3 separate regions of the Mus musculus genome follow, and regions 1 and 3 are each linked to region 2. A link is a contact called in public promoter capture Hi-C data. All regions are on one chromosome and are shown on one strand. Each heading gives the region's core, a stretch centred on a gene start, on an enhancer-like site or on the middle of the called end of the contact. The rest is flanking DNA. Distances are from core to core; before and after follow the strand shown. Region 1 holds the start of Acpp (acid phosphatase, prostate). Region 2 holds the start of Aste1 (asteroid homolog 1). Region 3 overlaps Acad11 (acyl-Coenzyme A dehydrogenase family, member 11).

Region 1 (4,387 bases), core at 276-2,775, 1.1 Mb before region 2:
GAAGACCCACAATCTTTGGCAGCCAAGGCAAGTTACCTGGGCTGTGGCTGGGACTCAGAGGGCCACTCTAATGCCTCAAAGAAGGTTGCCTTGAAGCCAGCTGTTTCCGAGCCCAGTATGGCACGACCAACAGAACACAGCCACAATGCCACGGTCCCTATCCTCTTCTAAGGAGCTTGTTGGCAAGGATGCCATGCGTGGAAGGGAAAGAATAACTCGCATAGGTGTTCCTGCAGAAGGTAGGGGGTGTCTTGTTGCTTTATGGACACAAAAGCCACACAGCTGGCAAATGGCTTGATGGGTCTTTGTCTTTCTTCCATTTCGTTCCTGACTCACGACTGGTAAAGATCTACTGTACTAAGAATCATAATTTATGTAAAATTAAAGATTTTTTTTTCTGTAGAAAGAAAAGAATCTCCTGAGTACCTCACCTTGGCAGGAAAGGAACATCATATTTAAGTGCAAACTAAGAGGCGTCCTTCTCTAAGTCATGAAAATCGTTTCTGGGAATTCTCTTGCAGGGAGGAAGAGGAGGTGAATCCTCCTGACTTTGAAAATGCACTTCCCATATATTTTTTTAAAGAATTATTTATTGATTTTATGTATATAAGTACACAGTACCTGTCTTCAGACACACCAGAAGAGGGCATCAGATCCCAACAGACGGTTGTGAGCCACCATGTGGTTGCTGGGATTTGAACTCAGGACCTCTGGAAGAGCAGTCAGTGCTCTTAACCATGGAGCCATCTCTCCAGCCCTTTCCCATATGTTTTTTTTTTTTAACACCCGACTGTATATAATTTTTTCCTTGACAACAGGCAAGTCACAGATCTCTTCTTTTCATGGCTTGTCTCAGTTACCATATGCACGGAAAATCATGGTTTTAATGGTCAACTGAATCTTTTATCTGATAGTCACTCTGAAACTCTGTTCAGTTTGTCTTTTGTGCTATCAAACACATAACTACAGGCATATGTTCCAGAGTCATGATAAACACGAGAGACTTGACTTCAGAAACTGACTGGTCCTTGGTTTGCGAACTAATGATCACTGAATGGAAAGAGGCCAGGCTAGCTCCTGAATATCTGAACTGTGCTCTACGCTGCCTGTTCTCCTGAAGTAACCTGTCAGTCCGAAGGCATTGGACTTGAGGGCAGCTGTAAAGGAACAGTACCATCGATAGCACGTGAGACTGTTGTTGTCTTTAAAACAAACTCGTGCGACTCCTCACTTTCTGAGTCTGAACAGTGCCTGCCCTCAGGCAGACAGCAGAGAGGAAACACGAAAGGCAACACTTAACCAAGTGTTCTCGGAACAGGAAAAACAATGAGAAAAGGTGTACTTACCAATGTCACAAACTTCAACTCCTTGGCTTGGCCTGGGTCCAGGCAGAGAGAAAGCAGGAGCAAGAAGCCAAGGCTGAGGCTTGCTGTCCGGCTCAGGGGCAGAGGAACGGCTCGCATGGTCGGGGAGAGAGCTGCTTTGGGCAGCCTTAGGAGGTGCTGCACTTCAGAAGCCTTCGGGAGGGAAGTGCCTATTTAATCAAAAGATTGACAGGAAGGCGGAGCCACATTCTTCCCTATTAGGATTGCAAGGAGGGTGGGGCAGAGCTTAGCATGCAAATAATGCCAGGTCGTCTGTGAGTTTCTTCAGAGCAGCCTCCTCCACTTCAATTAGGAGCCAGAGCAGGCGTAACTCAAGACCTCAGGCTCCTGCCCAGCCTTCTCTTTTGCTTTCCGGGCACATCTTTATCTTTTCCACAGCCGGATGGTGATGCATAGCCTTTGGGAAGAAATTCCCCCTGCCTCTGGAAGGTTTAGGATTCAGCTCAGTGTGTGTGTGAGGAAGCCTCAGTAGTGGGCATGTATCGACAGGAGGAAGCTCGTTCCCCTGCCAAACGCGGTGTCTGGTCTTAAACTCTCATGGAGCCAATAAAGGTGTTTTAAAGTGGCAGGAGAGGGAGGTCAAGGATACACAGAAGATTTCTCTTCATGCCTGAAGGCATCTGGGATCATTGGGATCATTCGCAGCAACGCAAAGCTGGGTTTGGAGGCCCTGTAGAAAATACACACAAGCAATCACAAAAAGCTCACAGCGTCCTCCGCCCCGACTCCCAGCTCCTGTGACTGAACTCCTTGGGTCACAAATCAAAACCAAATAGCAACAAAGGGACAATCTGTCAATATGACAATCGGGATTAACTTGAGCGGGAGGGTAAGATAGGTACGGAAGTGAATTTGATAGAGATGCATTATGCACACGTATGAAAAAGGCGCAGTGAGACCCATTAAGACGTGCAACCAACATGCTAATAACATACCTTAACAAATGAAAGCAGAAAACAAACAAGCAAAGCCAAAGAAACCCACACTGCTTTGCTGTTGACAGTCTCGAACTTCGGTGATGACCCTTTCCTTCTGAGGAAGACACGCCCTTGACTCTCTAGCCATGACCTCACTGGGACTCTATGAAAGATGGTATGCACTGAAGAAACTTGGCTTCCTGGTTTTTTTTTTTTTTTTTCTCATTCTGGCAGTCTCCTCGATACAGGAAACAACATCGGCCGGAGAGGCACAGTGAGAATCTGCAGGTGATGTGGGCGGAGTGACCCGCTGTGATGTTTCAGCCCCAAGGACAGAGAGAGAACAATGGTTTGCCCAAAACATCCTCAGCATTTTCATTAAATTTACCTGGACGGCCCCGGTTGTATCGCGGTGTGGTCATAGGAAGCCCTGGAAGGCGGTGTGTGGGAAAGCTGTGGTTCTTATGGTATGGGGAAGTAAGAATTTGTGTATGTGTGGTAGGATTATGCATTTAGAGGGACATTTGGTCTTTTCTTTGCCAGTTGTAGTCTCCATCAAATAGTTCCATTATGATCTTCACCCAGTGGGAGGCTGAGAAGAAGAGTGCACGGCAAAGGGAGTGAAGACAGAGACTGCCCAGCATTGTGGTTTGCAATGCCCTCTATAACCTCATGAGTTTAGACATGTGCTACCCAGCTTGTGTCGCGTCGCTGTTTTTGAACATTGTGAAACCTGGGGGAAGTGGAGCTTTGCTGTAAGAACTAGGTCACTAGGGACAAGCCTTGAGGTTTTGTAGCTGGGCACAACTCCTGGCTCACTCTTGGCTTCCTGTTCTGTCAAGATGCAAAGAGTCTTAATTGTGTAGTCCTGCCACAATTATAGGCTGTAACTCCTTACTACTTAAGTCCATACCAAGCATTTGTCTCTTGGGTGGCTTCCTGTCAGGTAACTCATCACAAGAACTAAAGCAACTAGAACAACCAGACCAGGGCAGACTTGCCATATTGTATCAGTCCCTGCAGTGTTCATGTGGTAGCATAAAGGAGTCTCCACCAGCTACAGTTCACACAGGCAGGCTTGGTGAGCTGGGAACTCTTGACCAGTTCTGGATCCCCAGCGCTGTCGAGCATCCTAAGCTCTCAGGTTGCAGCCTCCCTTCTTTCTGTATCCTTCCTTGTTCCACACTTGGGTCATGCTTGGAACTATGGTAGTTAGTGATCTTTGCCCTTACTGATAAAAGCCGTGGTTCAGTCAACTGTCTGCTTCATAAACTGGGTAAACGTTTCTAATCCTTAGTGTCTCGGATATCTCCTTTGGGGTTTTCTAGCTCTCCCCAAACAACAACATTTTAGGAAACATGAAATATTAGCCTGTATGTGTGTGTGTGTGTGTGTGTGTGTGTAAAACTGCAAAATTTCCATTTACCACAAGGGATACAAATGTGTCTCTCTTCCTCACCTTGTAAAACCTTTATGTACATGTTTTAATCCCTCCACCCCCAACAGTTAAGACTTTTGTTTACCCAAAGGCCTTGCCTCACCCCCAAATTTAGCCCCCCCCCCCCAACCAATGAGGAAAAGACAGTCATCAAAAGCCAAAGGGACACCAGGTTCTGTGTGCTTTCCCTCATGCTTTAGCCTGTGGCGCACCCTCTCATCACAAATGCACTGTTACCTGGTCCAGACACTTTAATTGGAGTGGCTGTTTCTTTCTTTATGACTCTGAACTTATTCCTAACATCAAGACCAAGGCTTTCTTAAAGACAGAACCAGGGAAAAGGCTGCTCAAACGGAAACCTCTCGAATACAATTTCTGTTGACTTAAATAGACGGCTTATATTTGACTTCTATCATAGTCTTTATTAATCTTAGACTTTACTATCAAGCTATAAGGAGAAAACCAGTTAAAAATTACACGTGTAGAGGGCTGGAGCCATGGCTCAATGCTGAGTGTTTATTTGCTGTTCTTTCAGAGAACGTCAGGTTCATTCGTAGTATCCATGGTCCATAATCGCTTACTTGTAACTCAAGCTCCAGAGGATCTGATGCCCTCATCTGGTCTCCACAGGTACTCCCACATACATG
Region 2 (4,426 bases), core at 734-3,233:
TCTCATAGAAAAAGAGCCTTCCTTATACATGCAACTTTATCACAATAGTTTAGAGCCACATTTTTACTGACTCCTGAAATGTGTATTTGTTTTATGATTCATATTTTGTTAGATATTTATACTCCCCATCGACTTAAAAACCAATGCGAACCCAGGGCCATGGCTTCCCCTAATGCACACATAGGCCAACTCCCTGGTGATGCTTTCCTCCCTCTCAGTCTGCTTTGACTCAGCACAGAGTAAATTGGGGTTAAACCCTGATTAGCATATTCTGCTTCCCTTTGCTTTTTGCCCATGTCAACTTTAAATCACAGTTTTGGGGTGTCTGTTTGCTAGACTAGCTATGTGGAAGGATATCAATTCAGTGCCCCCCCCCCATCTTAAGCAAGATCTGATTCCATTTCTATTGTACACACTGGGTACAGAGCTATCTCCTGGATTAGAAGTAAGGACATGCACCTCAGACCTAAGACTGCGTTTTAAAGCTAGCTGACTCTAAGTGTAGTACAGGTGAAGCCACAGTTCCTGAGGGAGCTATGAAATGTTATGAATGGCAGAACTGTCCCATGAGAAAGTATTCCACAAAACACACTCTTACTCCATTCCATCAAAGTGTTGAATGTTTTATTGAAAACTGTGCTTTTGTTTAAAATCTACATGAAAATAGGACTTTACGCTGAATACTATGTACACCTTGGCATTAGGTTTTCATATTCAGCAATTCTAAAACAACGAGAAAAAAATAGTGTTATAGTGTTGACCTGTGGGCTCAACATTTACCACAAAACCTACAAGGACACTCAAACAGAAAAAAAAAAACTGCAAAACATAAAACCTATTTGTAATTTTGTCTTCTTTAAATAATGTACTAATCTGTGGTTTGATCTAGTCCCAGTGAGAGCAATGCCCCTCTCCTCAAGGAAACGTTACTAAAATCTGCAGAATCTAAAGAATAGGTCCTAAAAGGTACCTTCTGTTTGCTTCTTTGACTGGCATAAAAGTGGTGATTTCTAGATAAACTAGGCTGTTCAAAAAAAAAAAATGGCCTCTCTGTCGCCTTTCAGATCACTAATAATAATTCTCAATGTGGAGAGGCGATTAAAGTCCCCACTTAGTAAAGAGCTGAACTCAAGATGGAGGACCAAAGCTTCTATTTGTAATGGAGTAATAAACCCAGCAGTGTGTGAGCAGCCTCTCCAGGCTCATCACACAGAATCAGCTCTGTCGCCCTCATCTCAGTTGGTATCCATGGAATGTACACACACTGCAGGCTGGATCTGAACCTAGGGCAGAGGATGAACTTGGGTGCTAGGGACACAGGTTATGCTTGTATCCCTGGGGCCTAGCTAACAGCTGACATACAGTTGTTAGCAAACGTTTGGAGAGCGAAGAAAGATCCAGCATACCAAATGTGACCCAAAGACAAGTAAAGGAAAGAAAACATAATAGGAACTAGAAGAAAGCTGAGAGACGCCCACTTTGTGCTAACCATCCCTGGGGTACCCATCCCGCTGGGGCAGGTAAAGAGAAAGTCAAGTGTTTACCGATGGTAAGAACTGAGTGGTTTATGTCCATGTCAAAAAACCCAAAAAACTAGGAAGCTGTTTTGACCTGAGGTTCTGCTAACTAAATCTGACCTGAGAAGTAAACTCTAACCCTGAGGTAAAACGAAAAAACTTGTCTCTTCAACAAATAAACCTTAAGTTTTTCGCGGAGCGCGTGAATGTATATCGAGGAGCAGGGCGCTTAGTCTCCCGAAGGGGAATGCGGTCCAGGGGCTGTGGGACCCGGCTGCCCGAGAGATCCACTTTCATTACCTTTACAGGTCCCCAGCCTGCGGCGCCCGGCCAAGCCTCCGTCAGCCTAGAGCTCGCTGCCTCGGAGGGCGTGGTTGTTTAACATCGTCGCCACGGAGACGGCGCGGGGGCTGCTGGGAAGTCGACGTTCCGGCGTCCAATCCAACGGAAGCGCGCCGGACCCTTCGAGGCGTGGCGAAGCGAGCAGGGTGAGGAGGCGGCCGCAAGTGTGAGAGGAATGGCTCAACCTCTCACACCAAGTTCCCACCACCCGGCCCGAAAGCATTTTCTCCTCCAGGGAGAGCCCTCAGCTTCTCGGAGCCAGGCTTCCCAGTGACGTCGTTCGCAGCACTTCCTGTTTCCGCTCGCGGTCTTCCACGCACCCGCGGGTCTGCCGTTTCTCCCCGGGATCCTACCTGCTGCTGCTGGTGAAGTGAGCCGGCGGTCGGGCGGAAGCAGCCGGCGGATCCGGAGGGCAGGAGCAGGTTGAGGTAGGAAGATTGGTGGTTGAGGAATTAGATCCTACCTTTTCCTGCCCTTTGCTTGCATTCCTTGAGCTACTTCGCTCAAGGTCAAGTCATTAGTTTACAGTGAGTTCGCAGAAACCACATGACAAACCGGGAAAGACATGACGATTCAGAATTAAAAAGTGTTGAGATGTTGGCCGAGGTGGATCTGAGGTGAGATAAAAAATCAAGTGCAATAATGTAAGCTGATACCAAAGGCAAAAAATTCAGGAGGATGCATTTTTTTATGTGGTAGCCCCACAAAAATCAAAATGCAAAAATTCCAAGGTTGGCAAAACTTTCACGATTTTAAACACGGGCAAGGCTGGCAATAGCATCGTGCTAAGCGATATTTGAAGCCAGAGGCGAGGGGGGAAACCAGTAATACTAATCCTATGAGTTGTTAGCCAGATAGGCCATTAGTAAGGGGGTGTAAGAATCCAGTTGAGGTTGAAATTGTATACTTGGGATCCTAGAAGCATAAAGCTGTGTTTTTCCTTAGCTCAAACTACTCTCCAATGTACCCTACACTCAAGACCTGTAACAAGGGTCTAGTTATCCATAAGGAAAAAAAAAATTGGCTCATTATGTGTCTTATGCTGGGTTGTCATTTTTATAGCTTAGGACTTTTGGCCTTGACCCTCACAAAACAGATTTCTTCCTTTATCTCTATATGGGCTGCCATGAGGTGGTGTGGCCTAGATATAAGTTCTGTCTTCCACCTCCAATAATCCAATCAAGCAAAGTTCCTCAACAGCGTATCCTGCAGTTTGGGTCTTGATTGATTCTAGATATACTCAGATTGACAACCAAGAATAGCCATCAAAAAGACCAGCAATTGATTTTTTTTGTTTGTTTCAACAGGGATTTCTGTCGATCATCATGGGTATTCGGGGACTAATGAGCTTTGTGGAAGATTATAGTAATGAATTCTTCGTTGATTTGAAATTGCGGAACACAAAACTTATCATTGATGGCTATTCTCTCTTCCACCGACTTTGCTTCAATTCTGACTTGGAGCTCAGGTATGGAGGAGACTATGATTTATTCGCAGATGTTGTACAGAAATTCTTTGAATCACTGTTTGTGTGTCATATTTGTCCGTATGTTGTATTAGATGGAGGATGTGACATTTCAGATAAAAAGCTGACAACTTTGAAGGATCGAGCAAAAGAGAAGATCCAAGCAGCCCGTTCCCTTTCTCTTGGTGGGGGTGGGAATGTGTGCCCCTTACTCATCCGAGAAGTGTTCATACAGGTTTTGATCAGGCTTGAGGTATGTTTCGTACAGAGCTTTTCAGAAGCAGATCGGGACATTATGACACTTGCCAATCACTGGAATTGTCCTGTGCTATCATCGGATAGTGACTTTTGCATTTTTGACTTGAGAAGTGGGTTTTGCTCACTGAATAGCTTCCAGTGGAGAAATCTGAACACTATTAAAGATACACAAGATTACTACATTCCCGCCAGAAGCTTTTCCCTCAATGCATTCTGCCATTACTTCAACAACATGAACAAAGCTCTACTACCTCTCTTTGCGGTGCTGTGTGGAAATGACCATGTTAACCTGCCCATCATGGACACATTCATAAGTAAAGTACGTCTACCCCTTAGTTCTAAGGGGAGGAGATATCACCGAGTCCTGGGACTTCTGAACTGGTTGTCTCATTTCGATGACCCCACTGAAGCACTAGATAACGTTCTGAAGTCTCTCCCCAAGAAGAGTCGAGAAAATGTTAAGGAACTTCTCTGCTGCTCCATGGAGGAGTACCAGCAGTCCCCGGTGAAGCTGCAGGACTTCTTCCAGTATGGTAGTTATGTCTGTACGGACGCTTCGGATCTGGGTCTACCAGAGTGGGTGCTAGGAGCTCTGGCCAAAGGCCAGCTACCACCTTTCATCAGTGATGCTTTGGTGCTCCGAAGGACCTTTCTTCACACACAGGTAGAAAACATGCAGCGGCCAAATGCTCACAGAATATCTCAGCCCATCCGCCAAATCATCTATGGACTCCTTTTGAATGGCCCATCACACGCAGAAGATATAGCCCAGAATACATTGCCTTCCCAGCTTCTGGCTTTCAATGAAGTGGAAAGAATTGATACAAATATCAAAACATCAACT
Region 3 (4,441 bases), core at 43-2,542, 1.3 Mb before region 2:
ATGGCCCCCTAGGAACAGGCATAATATGCAGCCCCAAACAGAAAGCCTAGCGATTTCCCTGACAGATGTGACAAGCGCCCTCCATCCTGGAGCCTTTGAAAGTGCGAGCCTCTGCCTTGTACATTGCTGGACCCCAGACAAGCCTTGCTTCCCTAAAAGGAACATGGTAGTCAATTGCCAAAAGCAGTGTAGTTTGGGAGAATAATCTACAATAACCTGATGATTCACACCAAAAGCTTTGACAGTTCCCATGACCTTTAACCCCATGATTCTTTTAGCTGACGTGTAGAGAGAGTAGTTGATAAAGAGATGCTGTAAGTATTTATAACTGCATCTCTAAGCTTTTGTAGAACTATCATCCCCTATTTCTATTGTACTCTTTCAGTTGTACAAAGCAGAGGTTACTATTCGGCCTGAACAGTGTAATTTAGACTTTCCCACTTTGTTATTACTTTATCGTTCATTCTTGCAACTCAGATGTTTCTCTTGGAGCCGAGCTGCTTTGCTGAGAGTCTGCGGGAGCTTTTGTGGCTGCCCTTTGGTTGGTGTTTGCTTTGTTTTGTTTTTGAGGGGATAGGTAGTACCTTGCCTATTGATGATACTTTTATTTTGTCCTAAATCTTTAATGTTTTGAGACAGGGTCTCCCTAATTAGTTCAGTCTGGCCTCAAACTCATGATCCTCCTGCCTCAGCTTCTCGAGGGCTAAGATGATAGGTACGGGTGCCGCCACCAGCAGCAGCAGCAGCCAACAGTTTGGGATATGAATTCCAGGTTGTTAATTACTTTCTCTCAGGAGTTGAAGATTTCACCCTTCAGTTTCCTTTTGACCTTGTAATTACATTTGTTCATTTATTTGGGGGGGTTGGTATGCATATTGAAGTCGGATCTGCGGGATCGAACTCTGGTCACCGCCAGTCTTGGCAGCAAGTACCCTTCCCCTCTGAGCCGTCTCACTGTCCTCTCCCATTGCTAGCTTCATGGTTGCCGTGGAAGTAAGCACTCAGTCTCCTGGGTCCGGCATATCCTTTTTCACTCACACTTTTCTTCTCTCAAGTTTCTGAACTAAGTAATTGCTTTAGCTCTTCCTGCCGTGTTGTTCAGTTCTCCATAGTCTAACTTTGGAGAGTGTGAAAAATGTCCAGAGAGCCCTTAAAGAAGAAAGGCCCAGACTCAACAAAGGACTGTAGGTGCTCGCCTGCTCTGTTGGTCCCCAGGGCCTCCCCGGGGGGCAGGAGAAGCTTCCGGTCCCACCAGCCTTTAAGAAGCTGTACTGGAGCTTGCCAGCGGTAGCCTTCTTACGGTTCATTGCCAAGGCTTCCGTTTCCTTGGCTTGCTTCCCAAGTTTGTTTTAGTAGCCCATTGTCAATCTTGTAATTCCTTTCTTTCTTTTTGGAATCTACTCACCACAACTATTTTATGCTGTGAATGTAAGCAATATCTGTGGCTGTAAGGAAACACGGCTGTTTTGCTGATTCTTGCCTGTGGTGGCTGGTTTCCTGCAGCGATTAGGGATTTTTCAGGATGGACTGTGGAGTGAATTCTTTTTTTTTTTTTTTTTCTGAAGGAGTCACATGAGTTTTTGTACCAAACTCTTTCCTCTAGAAGGGCTGGTTTAGTTCTGGACAGCTGTTTGGGGCCACTGCTGGCAGGACATTGTAAACTTAATTTGGGTGTGAGGTTTGAGGGCCGCTCAGGTCTGGCATTTAGATCCCAGGCTTGGATGAAGGCAGGTTTCTGAGCCTGACATTTCTCTCTTCTGTTTCACTGCAAACGGAGAGCTGTGTGAAGGCTTTCTCCCCAGGCTGTGCCTCCAAAGGTGCAGATTTTCTGTGTGTTTCTCTGTTCTATTTGTTCCCTCCTTGGGTTTCACTTCTCAAGCCTCCTGGCTTTGATGGAACCAAAGTTCCAAATGCTCTGTCCAGCCCCTGGCCTTATCATGAGCCTGTGCCCGACTGATGTGGCCCATTGAGAACCAAGGCCTAGGTCAGCCTCCATAGCCCAGAGGACAAACTTTAGTTCCCATCCTCCTGCCTGCCTGAAGGATGAAGCTGTTTTGTTGTTTTCTTCCAGAACAACTGTGCATTACTTAATATATCTTCAACTGGTAACACTTCACCCAGCCTTTTTTTTTTTTTTTTTTTTTTTTTTTGAGACAGGGTTTCTCTGTTTAGTCCTGGCTGTCCTGGTAACTCACTTTGTAGGCTGGCCTTGAACTCTGAAATCTGCCTGCCTCTGCCTCCCGAGTGCCGGGATTAAAGGCCTGTGCCACCACACCCGGCCTCACCCAGCCTTTTTAGTTGAGAGGTTTCTATGCCCACTGTGTACCATGTTGCTGGAGACAGAATATGTAAACCTTGGGAATCAGATTATTACTGTCTATTACTGTCTAATATCGAGGCAGAATAATTTTTTTTGTTTGGTTTTTCAAGACAGGGTTTCTCTGTGTAGCCCTGGCTGTCCTGGAACTCACTTTGTAGACCAGGCTGGCCTCGAAGTCAGAAATCTGCCTGCCTCTGCCTCCCGAGTGCCGGGATTAAAGGCCTGTGCCACCACGCCCGGATCAGAATAATTTTTGATGAACAAATATTTAGAAGTTTTTTTATTCTGCACCTATTAATAAAAAGAAACATTACTAACCAGGATGGTGACACATGCCTGTAATCCCAGCGCTTAGGCAGCTGATGCAGAATTAGGAGTTCCAGCCCACACATATTTGAATGCGCCAGCACACGCGAGCGCGTGCACACACACACACACACACACACTCATGGTTTTCATGACATTGTGGCTTTGTACTAACTTGGTCTAATCATTTTCTCTTCACTGTCTTAAGGAAGTAGCTGAATACTATGCTCAAAGTGGAAACTCAGCGGAAAAGTGGGGACACCCCTTAGTGATCGAAAAACTAAAGGTAAGAGAGACAAGAAGGCACTCAACATGGGGAGCTGCATGTTTGGGGGCCCTTAATTATCATCGTCATGTAGATAAAGGATAACCTCAATGATAATAACTTTTCCCTTTTCTTTATGGTCTTGATACATTGATCAGGCTGGACTCAACTCGTGGCAGTCCTCCTGCTTCTGCTGCCCAAGTGTCTGGATGATAGGCATGATACCTCATGCTCCAGGAATAACTCTTTTTTTGGGGTGTTTGTTTTGGTTTGTTTTTTGTCTCTTGTTTTTCAAGACAGGGTTTCTCTGTGTAGCCATGGCTGTTCTGGAATTTGATTTGTAGACCAGGCTAGCCTCAAACTCAAAGAGACCCACCTGCCTCAGTCTCCCAAGTGCTAGGATTAAAGGCATATAACACTATGTCTGGCCATCAGAAATAACTTTCTTAAAAATACAAGGTTTTTTAAAATCTGGGTTTTTAAAAATCTTATTTGTTTGTGGTGACCCACACCTGTAATTCAGCTAGCACTTGGGAGGGGAGCTGAGGCTGAAGGTGGAGGATTGCTGCAAGTTAGAGGCTAGCCTGGGCTACATAGTGAGCCAGAGCTGCTGTATGAGTTCCTTTGTGGATAGAAAGGAAGCAAGTGGGGTGAGGGGAGGGGAGGGGAGGGGAGGGAAGGGGAGGGGAGGGGAGGGGAGGGGAGGGGAGAAAAGAGCGACTATCAGACCTGTCCTACTTGGCCTCCTGACTGTGGCTCTGATGCACTAGTCTCATTATGCTGCTCCTTGCTCACCATCTCTGAAGTGAGCTGAAGCCAGAGCAGGCTGTGGGACACAGAAGCTGGGCTCTGACTTAGTGGGAGAGCTCCTCTCTTGTCCATGCAAGGTCCTGGGTTTGTCCAGCAAGGAGCAAGGCCAAGCAGGACATTTGTGCAGTATGGTGTCAGGTCACATGCAGGTAACATGTTTTCAGATCTTAACCTGTAATGCATGTAAGATTTACACTCAAATGTGTGTGTGGGGGTCGTTGTAACCATTCTGTCTGAATGAGAAGCGTTTAAGTGTGCAAATGTAGTTTTAGAGCCAAGACTAAGGGAGCCTGGAAAGCAAGACATTTCCTTAATTATTAAGCAACTGCTGACTTTCAGTGAGTTGCTATACAATGAAATAACATCCTTAAATGCTTTTATATTTCAAAAAGCATTACCACCAATAACTGTTTAAAATAACCTACTTTGTTTGGTAAATTGTAATCACTTGTCCATCCCCTTGACAGGAAATAGCCAAAGCAGAGGGCCTGTGGAATTTGTTCTTGCCAGCTGTGAGCGGTCTCAGCCAGGTGGACTATGCCTTGATTGCTGAAGAGACAGGAAAATGCTTTTTTGCTCCAGATGTTTTTAACTGCCAAGCACCAGGTGACTACACATAGTGTTCTTTAACATTTTGAACAGGGTCTAAAATCTTTTTTTAATAAGGAAGGTTTTCCTATACAAAGTCATTCCCGAACAAACGTGAGCATAGTTTCACAGCTACTCCAAATGCAGTATAC

Evidence for each region. Promoter capture Hi-C pulls out the DNA fragments that hold promoters and counts their contacts.
Region 1: a contact with region 2 is called in a promoter capture Hi-C map of trophoblast stem cells, with 6 times the contacts expected there. The contact joins the promoter of Acpp here to the promoter of Aste1 in region 2. A contact is called at or near these places in 11 of 39 promoter capture datasets (the 3T3-L1 cell line, cranial neural crest, embryonic stem cells and 7 more), 2 of 484 Hi-C or Micro-C datasets (cerebellum and cortical neurons), 7 of 115 datasets of contacts at active chromatin or transcription factors (differentiating embryonic stem cells, embryonic forebrain, embryonic stem cells and 3 more) and 4 of 9 other capture datasets (adipose tissue, liver, macrophages and 1 more).
Region 3: a contact with region 2 is called in a promoter capture Hi-C map of liver, with 3 times the contacts expected there. The contact joins the enhancer-like site here to the promoter of Aste1 in region 2. A contact is called at or near these places in 10 of 39 promoter capture datasets (the 3T3-L1 cell line, the C10 cell line, embryonic stem cells and 5 more), 1 of 115 datasets of contacts at active chromatin or transcription factors (embryonic limb bud) and 2 of 9 other capture datasets (adipose tissue and liver).

Annotation. Positions count from the first base shown.
Region 1 is chr9:104,336,197-104,340,583 of GRCm38.p6, forward strand. Acpp (acid phosphatase, prostate) reads right to left here and starts at 1,526. Exons shown (of 11, transcript NM_207668.2): 1 at 1,347-1,526. The coding sequence starts at 1,463.
Region 2 is chr9:105,393,379-105,397,804 of GRCm38.p6, forward strand. Aste1 (asteroid homolog 1) reads left to right here and starts at 1,984. Exons shown (of 5, transcript NM_025651.5): 1 at 1,984-2,287; 2 at 3,167-4,426. The coding sequence starts at 3,185. It overlaps Nek11 (NIMA (never in mitosis gene a)-related expressed kinase 11), which reads right to left and starts at 1,909. Exons shown (of 16, transcript NM_172461.3): 1 at 1,818-1,909.
Region 3 is chr9:104,087,424-104,091,864 of GRCm38.p6, forward strand. Acad11 (acyl-Coenzyme A dehydrogenase family, member 11) reads left to right here. Exons shown (of 20, transcript NM_175324.4): 10 at 2,835-2,912; 11 at 4,169-4,307. Among named protein-coding and RNA genes, the nearest start is that of Acad11, 26 kb to the left of the region's middle. Within about 2 kb of position 1,293, at least 46 of the 459 cell types and tissues checked have an H3K27ac peak or open chromatin away from gene starts, as enhancers often do. A contact at or near this core is called in adipose tissue and liver, where this site is marked.